2 separate regions of the Mus musculus genome follow, and region 1 is linked to region 2. A link is a contact called in public HiChIP or PLAC-seq data. All regions are on one chromosome and are shown on one strand. Each heading gives the region's core, a stretch centred on a gene start, on an enhancer-like site or on the middle of the called end of the contact. The rest is flanking DNA. Distances are from core to core; before and after follow the strand shown.

The links. HiChIP or PLAC-seq counts read pairs in DNA pulled down with a chosen protein or histone mark.
Region 1: a contact with region 2 is called in a FOXA1 HiChIP or PLAC-seq map of pancreatic cancer cells. The contact joins two enhancer-like sites. A contact is called at or near these places in 1 of 115 datasets of contacts at active chromatin or transcription factors (pancreatic cancer cells) and 2 of 9 other capture datasets (adipose tissue and liver).

The regions. Positions count from the first base shown.
Region 1 is chr5:137,670,643-137,673,342 of GRCm38.p6, reverse strand. The region is part of intron 1 of Agfg2 (ArfGAP with FG repeats 2); the gene reads left to right. Among named protein-coding and RNA genes, the nearest start is that of Agfg2, 13 kb to the left of the region's middle. Within about 2 kb of position 1,297, at least 213 of the 459 cell types and tissues checked have an H3K27ac peak or open chromatin away from gene starts, as enhancers often do. A contact at or near this core is called in adipose tissue, liver and pancreatic cancer cells, where this site is marked.
Region 2 is chr5:137,374,560-137,377,259 of GRCm38.p6, reverse strand. No RefSeq gene overlaps it. Among named protein-coding and RNA genes, the nearest start is that of Ephb4, 26 kb to the right of the region's middle. Within about 2 kb of position 1,424, at least 61 of the 459 cell types and tissues checked have an H3K27ac peak or open chromatin away from gene starts, as enhancers often do. A contact at or near this core is called in adipose tissue, liver and pancreatic cancer cells, where this site is marked.

The sequences.
Region 1 (2,700 bases), core at 48-2,547, 300 kb before region 2:
AGGCGTTCAGAGGAAAGGACTTCCCGAGTTTGAAATTGGCACTGATGTGAGGAGTTAGCTGCTGGGTGGAACTGGTTTTTTTCCACTGTTGACCTGACAGAACCTTCTTATCTCAGCCTCTCAGCGGGTTTGATGCTTCCATGGATCGAGATAGAAGCAAAAATATAGGCCAGCTTGACAGTGGCAAGGTGTGGTAGGGTGGAGATACTTGTGTGTTTAGTGTTTAATAAAATCAAAGGGGAGGGGAGAGGGACAGCAAGAGGCCTGGGAGACTGGTTGTCTGTACACGCAAGAAGTTGCCTTTGCAGAGCAGAGTCTTTTGGATGCTATTAGGAGCCTGGTTTTCAAAAGAGACCGAGAGGGAGAGGAGGGGCTGGGGATGAAGCTGGGTTGGTAGGATGCTTGCTAGCATGCAGGAAGCCCAGAGGTTGGTCATGAGGTCATAAATTGGGTATGGGCTACCAAGGGTACACCAGTATAACCCAGCATTGGGGAGGTGGAGGCAGAAGATTCCAGCATCGTCCTCTGCAATAGAGCAAGCTCAAGGTCTAGCCTAGGCTACCATACTTCAGAAAGAAGTAGGAAGGGAAAGGAGTGAATGTAGGTAATAACACTGACTTAAAGCTCAAGCCATAGTAGTCAGTTTGCTTTCTATTGCTTCCTCCGGGGGATTCAGAGATGCTCAGTGGGTAAGAGCTCTGAGCTCGGATCCCCAACACCCATGTGAAAAGCTAGGCATGTACATGTAACAGTAGCAGTGTGGGAGATGGAGGCAGGGGGATTGCTGGGATTTTTCTGGCTGCCAGCCTCGCTCCAAGTTCAGCCTTGGGAATAAGGCATCAAGTGATAGACCCGGACTCTAATGTCTTTCCCCAGCCTCCCCACAGGCTTGCATGTACACACACACACACACACACACACACACACACACACACGCAAATAAACTAATTTAAGTTAATTTAAAATGATTGCCCTATTCAGGCTGGGCAAGTAAATTTAATTCTGAGTTTGTCTGGCATGGGTGTGCCATCACACAAGAGTAGTAGCTCCTTCTCATTTGGGGGTGTTGTGGGGAAAGACCTGAGTTTTGTTGGGGACACTGGATGCTAGCCAGAGGGTTGGGTCTGTTTCATTCCAGGCCAGTGAGTCACATCTGGCCCATCACATGACCCTGAAACTCACATGACCCTGGACTGGACCCAACTAAATGCAAAACACCTAGGCCACTGCTGGCAGGAAAGGGTTTCTACATCTGTGTTCCTAGCCAGCAGTAGCCTCCGTATGATTCAGAGAGACATCGTCTGACTCATAGGCCCTCTTCCCTGGGCTGCAGCCTCCTTCTGGAGTGTTCTCCCTGCCCCCCAGACTGACTGTGGTTATTCATAATCGAGTCCCCAGACACCAAGGTCAGAGCGGTGCTCTCTGTCCTGTACTGCAGAGACATCCTGTTCCCTTCAGATACATTCAGGCCCTGTGTTTTCCAATTGCTTCCCAGCCTTCCTTCATCTTCCCCTCCCAAAACGCCCCTCCTAAAACACCCCTCCTGTCCACACTCGGGCAGACGGTGAGTCTGCTGCTCTATGCAGTCTGCTTTTGATTGATTCCTGCCTGAGTTTCCCCTCCCTCTCCTTCCCCTCCCTGTCCCCCTCACAAGGAAGCGCCTCTGTGTTTACAACTGCTAACAGTTCCTGGTTGTCCTTTTCAGGAAATGTCAGCGACCTTCTTATGATGGGTTTAGAATCTGCTTTTCTAATGTAAACATAATAAATTTCACTGTTCCCATGACCAGTTCTCTTCCTTTCCCACTGCTAACATCCTGAATCATTCTCCCTAATCCATCAAGTGTCCAACTGGATGGCATCTATTGCAGTGAATACACTTGGCTTCCTGAGTCCCCACCCGGTGTGTATGTGTGTTTGTGTGTGTGTGTGTGTGTGTGTGTCTGTGTCTGTGTCTGTGTGTGTGTGTGTGTGTGTGTGTGTCTGTGTGTGTGTGTGTGTGTGTGTGTGTGTGTGTGTATGCGCGCGCGTATGCATGTGGAGACCAGAGGTCAATTTTGAGAGTCATTCCTCAGCTACTAGAGTGGCTGGGCTATAGCTCATCTGGTAGAGTGCTCATGCCCTGTACATGATGCCCCTAGCACTGTATAGCAAGGCACATGGTGGTCTCCAACACTTGGGAAGTGGAGAGACAGTGGGATTGGGGGATCAAGGCCATCCTCAACCACAAAGCAAGTTCGAGGCCAACCTGGACCCTGTCTCAAAAATCCGAGACGGAAGCGGGCTGCCTCAGACTAAAAACCAAACTAAATCAAGTCATTAGTGAGCAAGCGCTCAGAGAAAGACTGCCTGGGAAACCTGATCCCAGCAGACTCCAGGAGAGATCCTATTTAAGAGCTATTGTTTGCTACAGGACCCAAGTTCTGCTGTCTGCTTCCCTCTCATCTTTCCTTAGATGTCACCCTCTTGGATACTGCTTGTCATTTTATAAGGGCATCTGGAGAGTCTTTACTCAAAAGTCTAGTGGCAGAGTGGCTGGAAAATGACCTCGTCTGTAGCCTCCTGTGTCCCAGCCCTCTCTAAAGCCCCTTAAATGAGCAATTTATCACCCAGAAGAAGCCAGCCTTCACTGTTCACTCTGTGGCTTGGCATCTGCCCTGTCTCCACGCTCTGCCATCACTTATGCTGGCATGGTCACGGC
Region 2 (2,700 bases), core at 175-2,674:
CTTGATGTAGTGGCCAGAGGACAGCCTCTGCCACCATTCCTCAGGTCCTTTCCGCCTTTTTTTTTTTTTTTTTTTTTTTTTTCCTCGAGACAGGGTTTCTCTGTTGTAGCCCTGGCTGTCCTGGAACTCACTCTGTAGACCAGGCTGGCCTCGAACTCAGAAATCCGCCTGCCTCTGCCTCTGCCTCCCAAGTGCTGGGATTAAAGGCGTGTGCCAGTGCCACCACTGCCCGGTCTCCCACTAGACTTTGACAAGGAGCTAGGCTGGCGGGTCAGCCAGTTTCCATGGAAACCGTCTCTCCCTCCCATATCTCCTCCACTGTCCTTGTGCTGTGCATCACTACATCGGGCCATTTACATGGGTTCTGGTCCTCATTAATGTGATGAACACTTTACCAAGAGAGCCATCTCTCCAGCACCCCAGTGGGCTTTCTTTTACATTTACTAATGCTCACACACATACGTAGAGGTCAGAAGACAGCAAGCAGGAGCCAGTGTTTCTTTACCATGCGGGGCTTAGGGACCAAGCTTATGTCACTTTTGGCAGCAAGCACTTGGACCTGCTGACATGTCACTGCTATGCCCCTACCCCAAGGTTCCCCCCCCCCCCCCGGAGACAGGGTTTCTCTGTGTAGTCCTGGCTGTCCTGGAACTCATTTTGTAGAGTTCAAACTCAGAAATCCGCCTGCCTCTGCCTCCCAAGTGCTGGGATTAAAGGCGTGCGCCACCAGTACCCGCCTCCAAGTTATTTTTTAAGGTGGCCTCAGTTTGCTGACCTGGAGCTCCCTGAGCTCTGAGAGGGCTTAGCCTGAATTCCTCCACTAGGGGGAAGCAAGGGCATTCTGGGTTTCCTGTTTCCGGTTGGGATTTTTCCAGAGGGTATCTATCCCTCATTCTTCGTTCCTTCAAAGAGCCCTTCAGGAGGTTGCTATGGGAACCGAGGGTGGAGTTACTGGCTTTAGGAGCCATTCTGACAACCAGGTAGAAGTGACCACCTGGTTCAGCCAAAGGAGGCCAAGGTGTATAATGGATCAGACTGTGAAGACCTCAAGAAACCAAGACTTGGCCAGAGTGCTTTGAGGCAGGGAGGACACAGGCCAGGGAGATATTATTAATCTGTGTGACAACTATACCTTTGGAGACCTTTCCTGAAGTCAGCCAAACTCAATATTATGGAAAGGGCCCAGGACAGGGGTGGGACATGCTCTGCAGGACCCTGGTTTCCCTCACTAGGACAGAAGGCACAGTGCCCCTCAGCAGGTTAACCTCCTGCCTAGAGCCCCATTTCTCCCCCTGGCCTCCATCTTTGTACTGCTTGGATGCTGTGACCTTCATCTTTCTTTCCCGTAGCAGCTCTCTGTGGAGGTCACTGTATCTAGCCAGGATGTCTGTTTGGCAGCGAAAGGCAGTTGGCTGGATTAGTGTCCCCTGGGACACTCCCCTTCCTGGTAGTAATGAGCCCCTCCCACCCTCCAGAGATATTAAATGTCACCCAGGGAGAGGAGACAAAGGACTTAGTGTGATTCATGCCATAATCCCAGAATTCCAGAGGCTGAGGCAGGAGGATAGTGAGTACCAAGGCTGGCCTGGGTTATTAGCAAGCCCTGGTTTACAAAATACAAGAAGGGGTATGGGTTCTGGCAGCTAGTTCAGTCAGCAAGCAAGCTCGAAGCTCCGCTGTTTGCAGCAGAGGAGGGGCCGGTGGGAATGGTAGTATGGGCTTACCCTTCTAGAACTGTGGAGGGAAGAAACAATTCCTAGGCCATGTGGCTGACCAGGCTAGCCCACATGGCCAGTTTTAGGGGAATGAGAGGACCTGCAGAGAATCAGTCTTTCTCACTTAATGTTCATGCATGAGCATGCACATTCGCGTGCGCACACACACACATTCGTGCAGGGGAAATGATAGCAACACTGCCTTGGGGCCAGTGTGTGAGGTTCTGCACCCCTCACATCCACTGCAGCTCAATCAGGCTAGCCTGCACTAACTGGCCCTTACAGGTGTCCCAATGGGAAGGCATACCCAGGAGCAGAGAGGGGGCCGAGAAAACAGTGGGGGAAGTGGAGAGGCTGGAATGGAGTATGGACCCTATCCTCCTTTTCCTTGTCTGGGAGAAGTTAGCAGCAGACTCATTGGAGCGGCTCCCCCTCCCCTTCCCAGGAGGCCAGGAAAACCTGCCTGGGCAGCATCTTGAATGGGGGAATTGTCCTGAGAGCTACCTGGCATAAGTACACAGATGTGAGGGCCCCCTTTCAGCCACTCCCCATCTTCCCCTCCCCTCACAGCCAATGCTGGCTCTCCCATTACCACCAAACCAACCCCAGCTATGGACATCCAGCCTAAGTTTGTGGGCACCTAACTGGGACCCCCCACCCACAGTCACCCGTGCCCCCTTATCCTTTTAAAGCAGTTCTAGGGCAGGACTATGGGCTACACGCTTGGCTTCTCTTATACAACCCCCTGCCAGAGCTAAGGAGACAGAGGAGGGGCAGAAGGTGTCTGCCCCACCCCGGAGGTGCCGGAGGCTCTTGGCAGGGGCAGCTGGAGCAGTTAGCACCAGCTGCCAGTGACTCACCTCCCACCAACCCAAACAAAACACCTTGGGGCTGAGAACCAACACCCAGCCCCTCCTCACACCATAATCCCAACCACCTGACCTGACCCTCCAAATCCACACTCCTAGGGGTCCCCTAGTCTCAG